Regions from separate parts of the Pan troglodytes genome. Here region 1 is linked to region 2. Evidence: chromatin contacts called from public Hi-C data. All regions are on one chromosome and are shown on one strand. Each heading gives the region's core, a stretch centred on a gene start, on an enhancer-like site or on the middle of the called end of the contact. The rest is flanking DNA. Distances are from core to core; before and after follow the strand shown. Region 1 overlaps TMEM161B (transmembrane protein 161B). Region 2 overlaps LOC112209211.

Region 1 (5,169 bases), core at 456-2,955, 470 kb before region 2:
ATCACAAAAATGTTACATGATGGTCTGTAGTTTCAATTTTCTAACACATCTTTTAGCATTCCTATTAATGTCTGAAAAATACAGTGTCCTGATTTTATCACTGAAAACCAAATACAGTAAATAACATTTAGTAAAGCAGTTTTGGTGATAAAAATCAGCCCTCAAATGCCCATACTTACAAAGGGATACTTTCTTTACCCAGTGGTGGGTTCATAATGTAGTCTTTGGTGATTGGTTTTACCCAGAGCAGAACCATAAATAAAGGTGCCAAGAAGTTGATATGAAGTAAAGTTCTGAAAGCACGTAAGAAATAAATATAAAAATTCAGAAACAGCACGTGCTAATAAACTACAGAAGCTGGGGTCTTACTAAAATGGAGGTAGGAGTTTATTTGCGGTATTCTACTACTTACGATACTACTGTCACCATCATTTTATATTTATCATTATGATTTAACACTGATTTGAGCCTGTGAGAAATTATATCATTATCTTAATTTTTCAAATGAGAACATTTAGATATAGAAAAGTTAAATGACTTGCTCTTGGCAATAAGTTAATGTAAATATAGGACTAAAATTCAGATTTGTTCACTTCTATTCTAGTATTCTTTAATAATCCCATACTTTATTCCTGATTTAATAAGCAGGTATTTAATGATTCTAACTTTATATAGTCAATGAATCTAATGGATTTTCAGTACAGAAGAGTCGTCTGATACTTTCTAGGGCAACTGAAACAAAGTGTCTCCTCATTATCTACAAGTAAATGATAGTGATTAGCCAGGTCCATATTACTAGAAGGCATATGGCAGACGGAACCTACTGCAACAACCCGCAACTGAGGAACCTTTTAACGTGTAATGATCATTTATAATTTTTAACTTCCATTGTTAACAATCGTTAAGTGATTCCACATTTTAATTTCTTTTTGAATGAGTATGAACACACTTGAAATAATTTCCCTATCCTACATATATATATATATATATAATTTGCATTACTCCTGACAAGGCAATATACCTAATACAGCAAAGGTTTCAGGTCTGCGCTATAACTTCATTGTTAATTGTCCAAGTTTGTATCCTACAGAGACAGATGGCTGATAAAAATTTTTCTTATTTTAGAAAAAACGCAAATTCTTCACCCATTTTATTACCATAAACTGCTTTCATTATCAACCACACTTAAGAGCTAAACTGGAGGGTTCAAAATACACACAAACACCACATTTTAAAGTATCACTACACAGGCAGACAGTGATCTGTGTGAGTGAACAGGGCTGGGTCAGGAAGCCACAAACACCTAACAGGGAAAGACAGAACTCCCGCTCTAACCTCTGATATAAAAACACATCCTAGTGCCTAGCCATGGGGGTGAAGAGAATGCTGCTCTTTGTGCCAGTCATGTTACTCTCACAACAGAACTAGCTTGCCCACACCCTTGTATCAAGGCAGAGTGCTACAACACAATGAGGGGCTGCAATAAACTGAAAATAAAATAAAACCCCAAATCCCCCAAGGGAAAAAATCTTAAAATGAAGGCACATTTTACTAAAAAGGACACTAAAATGTACACTCCACCTCCAACCATCACCAAATGCTTTAAATGTTTTTATAAAGTGATTCTTTCATCCCACAGCCTGGGTAAACCATCGGATGTGGGGAAGAAAGCAGCAGTATTAGGTATGCAGTGTTGCTAGGGAACACTCTAGTATCAAGGAGCAGCCCACAGCGGTTTCAGTAGCTTGTGAAGGGCTCCCCTCCACCCACCCTTTTCAGCTTATTTAAATCATAACACTGGGGTTAGTGGACTGAAGTGTGTGTGCAGAGAGAAGGGGGAGAACCAGGTTTTGTCTTAAAAGAAGCCATTAGGGAGACGGGTGGTGGGAGAAAGATGGGATGCAGCCAAAAGCACACTGAGTAAAAGGAGAAAAAAAAAAAAAAAGAGGGATGAAGGAGTGTGTAGTGGGAGGCGATAGTAAGTAAACACACGTACAAAGCTTATGTAGAAAAATGGAAGTGAGGTTAAAAAAAAAAGACAGTCAAAATTAAATTAAAGGGAAATGACAGGTAAGAGAGACAAGAATGTGAAAAGACTAAAGAATCAGCATCATTAAAAATAGGTTTTAAAGAATAGAAATGTTAGGAAATAAGATCACCCAGATAAACTTAATGGTTATAAATACACATATCAAAATGAAATATTCTCAAGTTGGGCTTCTACTGCAAAACAAAACGATGAGACAGGAACTTTGATCTGCATATGATTTGAAGTAGATATAAGCCTATCTTTCTGCCAAGATGTCTACATCAACAAAAAAAATCTGTGACAAGCACAAAGAATATAGTAAATGGGCTTTGAACTACATATGAAGATGAAATGTGACTTGTCCAAACTAATATATAATTTCAGAACTAAAATAGAATTTGGTAGTTAGAAGTAATGTACAACATATAACATTGTAGAGTACTAACAATCCCAAAATAATGTATTATTTTAATAAGAGTCTAATAAGCAGGTCAGTAACTTAAGGAAAACAAACACCTCTTACATACAACTTTAAGTTTTAAAATGTTTTTAAATAAAATTTTACATTAAAAAGTTAATTTAAATAGATATATATGAAAATTTAAAACAATATTTTAAAGTAAAATGATCTTATTTTTTAAGGGAAATTTCTATGGATCCTCAGTTTAGTTGTAGAGATTGCAATATAAGCCCCTGAATTAGAAAGAACATAAATTTTGAGATTTTCATTTTAACAGGTAAGACAAATTTAGTAATCGATGATGTATCTTTTTAAATACAAGACTTAAAATTTAGAAGCAAATAAAAGAAACTTGCTTATAGTTGAAAGAGGAAGTAGTGTGACATCAAATGGTTATTTTCAATACAATAATTTATGATTACATTACAATATTATACCTTCATTAAGATGGAAAACATATATTTATCTGCATGTGCTTATGTACATTTTCCGCTTACTGTGTAATTTTTTCTGTTGCCAAATTCAGGGCATCCAGATGCATTTGAGCCAGTCGTAATCCAGGAAATGTCAAAAAAGCCCCAATGAATGAACAGAAAATAGCCAGGAAAAATTTGAAAGTAAGTTTTGAAACAGGACTCCTAAAAATAAAATTTTTTAAAAAGCTGATAAATTTTTATAATTAGCTTTTGAAGAATTTCTTTTCTTCTAATCAATTATCTTACAAATAACAATAACAGTAAAACAAAGCAAATTTCTACAAAAAGATTGCTATTATTCAAGTACCTATAATGGATTCTGGTGAACTGTAAACTAAATGAGGCATCTCTTTAGTCATAGTCGCAGCAACCTAACCTACACATTCAACAGGGAATTGACATATAACTTGGATATAAATTTAATCTCTTGAGGGAGAGGAATTTAAGAAATGCAAATTTACATAAGAATTCTATAAAAGACACTATATAGTCATAAAAATTATGAGTAAGGATGTTTCTAGAAGTGACAGTCCAACTTAAAACTCTTTACTAATTTAAAACAGCTATTTATAGTAAATACTGCTTTATTAAAAATAGAAAAGGTTAAATTTAAATAATGCTTAATTTTTCAAAAACTTACTGAGATTCTAAACCTTGCTTTTCAAGAAACTGCATCGCACTGTCTGAAAAATTTGTAAACCCTGTGGGGGAAAAAAAAAAAAAAACAACAGATTACTCTTATCACAAATGTGAAATACAGAATCTTTCTATGGAAATAAAATGTTAGAAAACAGAGCATCTTAAATTTTGAAGTGACTAGCTTAGCTCTTTCATGTGTTAATTAGTATGCCATAATGCAATAAAATTTGGTTATTAGCAGGAACAGTCTTTGAAAACGTCCCTTTGATATTTGTACATTCCATGAGTGTGCATAAAATTTGCATTAATTCTTCAACTATAAGAGTAAACTTTAGCATTACAGAAACTTATTTAACTGTAAGGAAAAAAATGAGACAGTATTTTTGGAAAAAACATTAATTAAAAACTTAGCTAAAACAAAAGCAAAAAATGAAGATCTTAATAATAAAGGTTAATTATTTTGAACATTACAGAGTATACACTTTAAATTTAATTTTAGATATTTATCAGACATAAAACTTAAATACTGAAGTCAAAAATATTAACACTAGATAAAGCAAAATTGATTTTTAAAGTTGTATGAAACTATTACCTGTTTCAAGTCCAAATTCCAGATAATTTTCTGTTACAATCAACACTGCCATTGCTTTGACAAAGAAAAAAAATCCAAAGGTGACACAAACAGATCTTTCACCACCATCTTCTACTTTAAAATAGTGTGTAGTTAATGAAAATAGAACTTTGCTGCAGAAGGAAAAGTTCAGGAAAAACCACAATAAATTTATAGGAGCTATACACAATGATCTTTATAGGACTTGATTGCAATAAAATTTGACTACAACATTTATTTCCAAGTGGAGTTTAAAACACTTTTAAATTAAGGAAAAGAGCACCCATATACTAAGTTGTAGCTAGGGAATGTATTTCTAGTTTATCTCACTCAAATTTTACTAGAAGGTTATTTCAAGATTTTTATGCAGTTATGTTCTCAGTGACATGAAAAGCCAGGGTAGAGGTTATTCTAGAGAACTGTCTTTATTAGGCATGTCTGTTAAATCAGTTTACATTTATAATTAAACACATAACACAGGAATCCTCCGTAATAATTCAACAAGTTAAAATTTGAGAATTTTACTAGTAGCTATTGTTGCTCTGTGGTATGAAAACTAAGTGTCTGGGGTCACCACTTCACATTAGTAATAAGAAAAAATCTTTAGAGAAAACAAGTTCCAACTGAGTATTCAAAAACAGCAAAAGTTTCAACATGTTCACCTATTAAAATAGGCTGAAGAGATTATCTTATCTGAACCACCCCAACACACACAAATTGATTTAATCAAGGTTAAATCAGTGCATGGCCCAAAGATAGAACTCAGATCTCCATTATACACCAAATTGTTCTCCTTGAAATCGCAAAACAAACTAAGGTGCTTGGCAAACAAACCTAGAAAAGTAACCTTTACGTAAAGTTTATGTCAAGCATGGAAAATAACAGCTATCATTTAGTACTTGCCATATGCCGGGCATTACCAATTAACTTTTAATTCTCACACTAACCACATTAT
Region 2 (5,495 bases), core at 2,454-4,953:
CTTTTTTGGTGAACGTTCCAGTACTGATTATTTAGAAAAGACTAAGCTGTTGAAATTGTTCATCTATTTTTCTTACCAAATTATGGTACAAGAGGTACAATCAGAAATGGCTGCATTGGGTTATACATAAAATGCACAAGCAAACCAAAAACTAACTCAGAGAAACACACCTCCATGAAGTTACTGTTCCTTCTCGAACTAGCTGGTCACAACATACACAACTAAATAAAAATGTAACACATCACTGAGGCACATTCCACCTTAGACATTACATAAAACACTAATGAGCTTTGCCGCCTTGGAAGAGTAAGAGTATTGTGGCCTTGCTTTCCAAGACACAGATGCAGAATCATTAGTGATTTGGCATGTATTACATAAAGCAAGCATGTGGTCAGATGACAGGTATTTTTAGAATATCTTTTTGCTTTATATATACTTGGGTGGGGGCTGGTGGAAGCAAAGAGATGTCATGCATTTGTCTGTGCATGTTTATCACCCCCATATCTGTGTGAATTTGCAAAGTAACATGGCTATATTTCCACACTTAGCAACTAAATGCATTTTTAGAACCAAAGTATCCATCATGAAAGCCAAGACACTGAACATTTGAGATGCTTTTACAATTAAAAGCTATACAAGATACTGTCTTAAAACAGCATCTTCTAGGGCAATGCCACATAGTCATATCAACTGGACTCCGGGCCTGGTCCCCATGTCTGGCATATATAATATAGACTCATCATGGGAGTCCCAATAAGTGAAAGGAACCAACATTAGGATTATGAGCAGTCTGTTCATTAGCCAGATAGCCAACTAAATATTTTACTCTCCACCGTCTCTCAGGATATGCAGAAATAAAAACTATACAGTAAGGCTTAACACAGAGCATCTGATTATTTTGAATATTGCCAAGGTTTATATGATGGTTTATACATATTTCAAAGACTGTATTATTATATAGGATGTGAGACAAGTTGAAACAATTGTGTAGCCCTAAAGATTCCTAGCAATGTCTGTCACATATTAAGAGCAACTATTAACACCTACATGTTATATCAGATATTTTCGCTTTCAAATAGCTATTAAGCTGAGCAGAATACCAGTTTTGAAATCTGCATACTGAAGGATATACTGAATTTAAATGGTTTGCCTGCTCATTCACTAATAAATTCCCATTAATGGCCAGTAGATTAGGACATGATTGTCATGCTTCTTTTCTAATCTTTTTATAGATCTCCAGATGGCTGAAACATGAATTGAAACATTCTGGTTTACCTGGGAGTAAACAATCTCTATTTCAGTTAAAAGTGAAAAGTTACGTTTTCCACATCATTTGGATCAGAATTATGCTATTTCATAAATTCAAATACATTAGGTTTGTCACCATATTTAGAACACCTCTGAATCCTATTCAGATTACTGCAAAGCACATGAAGAACTGGCCTATCACTGAAATCCCCTTTTAATATTTGGTTTGTATGATTCAAATGCATGTAAACCACAGTGCACTAGTACAGTCAAGACTACCATTTTCTACATAAAAGCCATTTAATTTACAGTGATTTGTATAGTTCAGGCAAGGTACCTGACTGGCTTACTTTCTAACAAAAGTATTCTATTATTTACTCTGTATCTTGAATTTCTTTTTTATAGGCAGTTACAGGTTATATTTGTATTATGCTTGATATATAATATACAAAGGCTCCCTGTAGAGGAGAAGGCTGCACATATAGAAACTTAGAGCATGAATTAGGAGATATGCAACCCACTGCATGCCTACCGCCTAGTAAATAATACTCTATTTTGTACATCACTTGGATTTTATCAAATGTAAATTTTAAAATTACCTTTGGTTGGTTGGATTGTCTATTCATTTTATGTTCTTTGCAGTCTCATCTGAAAAATAGTCAAGAAAACAAATGATCACAGTTTATATATATGTATACATATAAAGTCATATAGATATTGCTTCATTTAAAATATTGCTATTACCATGATTCCTTAAAATGCCAGAGATTCCATAAAACCCCAGTACAATGTATCCTAGGTCTCAGCACCCACAGGGTTAAATATGCTAATTTGCATTCAAATGGAGACATGCATGATAATGTGAATGCAAAATATGCAGAATCTGGAGGGGTTTGAGAAATTAATTTTTCTTTCTTCTTTTCTTTTATTTTTAGCTTGGAAGGAAGAGGGACTCTTAAAAAAACATTAGGGACTTGAACCTTGTAACCTGCCATACAAAAGAGGAGAGTCTTTCCATGTAAGGATTTTAAGTCTGGAACAAAGTCTTATTTTCTAAATGTTTAAGGAACTGAATTTCCAGGCCTTTCGAACAATGGCAATCCCTGGATAAATATCTACTCCATTAGAAAGATGCAAATAGTTTACTGTAAGGCCACAGCACCGTGAGATGTGCATTCATATCTATGGCTCCTGATTGGCTCTTTCCTCCAGTAAATCAATGAATAATGTAAAACCTGATTGCTGTAAAGTGGTGGATTTTTGAAAAATTCCCTTCCCCCATTCCCTCTCGATCCAACATTCAGGAATTCAATACTCCCCAAAATAGGTTGTTTTTCTTTTATGATTTTTTTATGCTTATTGTTATTTTGGACTGGAGGGGTGGGGCTATTGGTTTTGCAAAATGAAAGTATTGCCCTGGTTTAATTATGCTGACTGTGGGAGCTCGCTTCCTGAGACAGCGCCCTAATTACCGGTGCCAAGGTGGAGAAAGGAGGGTGGTAGACAGAGGTGGACACCAAGAAAGGGAGGAAACGGAACCCGACTCTGCGGTGCTGGGCCCAAGGCAGCCACAGCTCCAAAGGGGCCCCCGGCCGTGGCCGTGACTTGACAGAGCCTCCGGTCTAACTTCTGATCAATTCCACTGCTCTCCTGACCCCTCAAGACAGTCCCCCATTCAAGCACCGCGGGTACATTTGCAAGATAAAACGCCGCAGACACTAATGCAAATACATTGCCCGAGTTCCCATCACCCTGGGTTCCTGCAGATAATTCCAGGCCACAGAAAGGAGTTCTTGCCTTCCTCAGCCGGGTCTAGACTCTAAGCAAACCGCAAAGACCTAGCTCCGTTTGGATACCAGAAGCGTCTTAAGCTGAACCGCTCCAAGTACCAATAACTAACCATGATGGTTGCATCTTGATGAATCTGAACTTGGGATAACCCTGTAAAGCGGCCTCTCACCTCCCAAAATTCAAAAGGCAAAGAGAAAAGGGAAGTGGAAAGCCACCAGATCTACTTAGCTACTGTACTAAGTTTTCCACCAAAATCTAATCAGACCCTCGCTTCCTTGCCAGGTAATTGCAACTTTGGGGCGGTTAAAGGGAGGCGAATTATTCAAAATGCGAATTCGAATACAGAAGTGCAAAATACAAGTGCATTTTGCTCTAGGTTTAAAAGGGAAAAGCCCCCCCAAACACACCACCACCACCACCACCACAAAATTACATACAAAAATTCCCTTTTCCAACGCGAAGATTTCCTGGCATCTCTCTGCGATTGGGGGTCAAGCCGCTGGATAATTAACAGTACTGGCTAAGAAAACTCACGAGATCAACAGGTTTAACATCCGAGGCACACAATCAATTAGCTGAAGCAAAGCCCCGGACTGGCCCTCGGAGCGGCCCGCAGCGGGACTCTGCGGGCACCGGCTAGCGGGCGAGGTGAGGAGTGCGAGCGCGGGGCCGCGGCGGGCACTGCTGGCCTCGCGCCGCGGGCGAGCTGCAGCCTGAGGGCCGCCACGATACTCACTTGATCTCCCTGCGCCAGGCAATGCTGCCCCCCAAATCCAGCTGGGCAGGAACCGAGGCGCCGGCTGAAAGACAAGATCCAGAGTCACAGCACGGCCGCAGCACACAAACAGGCTTCTTTCGGCGTCTCCAAAAAAAAAAAAAAAAATGTTTTTCTCATCATTCCTCTCCTCTGCTCAACACATTTAATACTGCCGCTCAATTCCACATGGTGATTCTTGGTTGATTGCGTCTAAAATAGTTTAAATGGGTCTTCCCTTCTGGGGAGAGGGAGAAGGGCGCAAAAGACCAAGGAGTAAAAAAAAAGCCAACTTTTACCCCCCATACCAGGCACTTGCTCCCTGAGCCTCGGAGTGGAGAGTGAAGTGGTGTGTGCGAGGCTTGGCAAGTTTTTGGGGGGGCTGTCCAAGGTCTAGTCCAGCCCCCTCTGCCGAGGAGGACGTGCTCTGAAACTCAACCAATTTCCCCACTGCTTTTGTTACTGATGAACTGAAGCCCTATTGTTCATCCATTGCCACGGTCTTTTTCAGTCCCCACACTACGTTCTGCGTTGCCAGAGATAATGAATTTGCACCCAAACCTCTCATAGTCCCCTCCTGACAGACGGAACAAATTAGAAATGTCTCGTCTGAAGGAAGGCAATGGCTACATTTTCCTATTGTAGGATGCAAAGCACACATTTCTTTGGAAACTTCTTTTGCTTTTTTCTTTTTTTTAAATCCTTTTCTTCTCTTTTTCTTTTTTCCTCCAGTTTTTTTTTTCTCTCTTGGTTTCTTAAGATTCTTCTTCTTTTTTTTTTTTATTACAGAATCTCCCTGTCGTTTTTCCAATGCACTGTTTTATGTAACTTGTGAGTCTTCCTAACCTTCTTCCCCTTCTTTCCTCTCCTTTCTTAAGGACTCCCTTTGCAATTTTATTTACAAACTTGGAGAATGACCTTTTGACTCGCAGACTTTTTTTTTTTTAAAGGTCTTTTGGTTCAAGTCCCCCTTCTTCACTCCTCCCCGTTTGTGTCGTGGTTGTTAAATGTGTTTGGCTAAAGACAAGCAATGCATTCTAAAGAATTTTATTCTCTAAACTCTAGAGGTATTCTAAATGTACCAGGGACGCGCCATAGGGGTTATCTATTTGAGGAGGAAGAAAAAGCGGGTGTGTGTGTGTGTGTGTGCGCGCGCGCGCGCGTCTGTCTTCCACGGAAAGAGAGACGGAGAGATGTGGGAGGGTGGGGGTGGAAGTATGCAGACAGAGAAGGGTGGGGGCTTCGAGGGGAAGGTGGGCTTCCTGCAACACAAGCGGAGAGGCTGTCAGGGGTGTGGGCGCGGGGGTGCGGGGAGGCGGTGCAGGAATCCGTCCCGCCGAGTGCCGTCGGCCCCTGTGGGCCTGTTTGCGCGCCTGGGGCTGGCCGCATCCTGGGCGCGGGTGTCTGCGTGCCAGGGTGGTAGTTCCGAGCCTGCGCGCGTGCGACCGGGTACGGGAGGGGGAAGAGTGCCGTAAAAATTCAGACGAGTGGCCCGTATGTAAATGCAGCCCGCGGGGAGCAGGGAGGCGGTAATGAGAGCCGCTGGCGCTCAGCCCCGCCGGCGGCCCCTAGCTTTCCCGCCAAGTGCAGCCGGAGGACAGACAGCCATGCGTGTCCTTGGCGGGAGAGCCCCCACCCGCCGCGCGCGCCCGACCCCCGCGCACACGCACACACCCCTCGCAGGCGTGGGGCCCAGTGGCCA

Evidence for each region. Hi-C and Micro-C count contacts between places; a contact is called where the count stands out from the background.
Region 1: a contact with region 2 is called in a Hi-C map of stem cell-derived neural progenitor cells, with 5 times the contacts expected there. The contact joins two enhancer-like sites. A contact is called at or near these places in 2 of 7 Hi-C or Micro-C datasets (induced pluripotent stem cells and stem cell-derived neural progenitor cells) and 1 of 1 datasets of contacts at active chromatin or transcription factors (stem cell-derived excitatory neurons).

Annotation. Positions count from the first base shown.
Region 1 is chr4:27,942,682-27,947,850 of NHGRI_mPanTro3-v2.0_pri, reverse strand. TMEM161B (transmembrane protein 161B) reads right to left here. Exons shown (of 13, transcript XM_063810278.1): 6 at 4,197-4,348; 7 at 3,606-3,666; 8 at 2,987-3,127; 9 at 180-293. Among named protein-coding and RNA genes, the nearest start is that of TMEM161B, 66 kb to the right of the region's middle. Within about 2 kb of position 1,705, at least 10 of the 24 cell types and tissues checked have an H3K27ac peak or open chromatin away from gene starts, as enhancers often do. A contact at or near this core is called in induced pluripotent stem cells and stem cell-derived neural progenitor cells, where this site is marked.
Region 2 is chr4:27,474,764-27,480,258 of NHGRI_mPanTro3-v2.0_pri, reverse strand. LOC112209211 reads right to left here. Exons shown (of 5, transcript XR_008547911.2): 3 at 3,776-3,839; 4 at 1,848-1,896. Among named protein-coding and RNA genes, the nearest start is that of MIR9-2, 5.0 kb to the left of the region's middle. Within about 2 kb of position 3,703, at least 15 of the 24 cell types and tissues checked have an H3K27ac peak or open chromatin away from gene starts, as enhancers often do. A contact at or near this core is called in induced pluripotent stem cells and stem cell-derived neural progenitor cells, where this site is marked.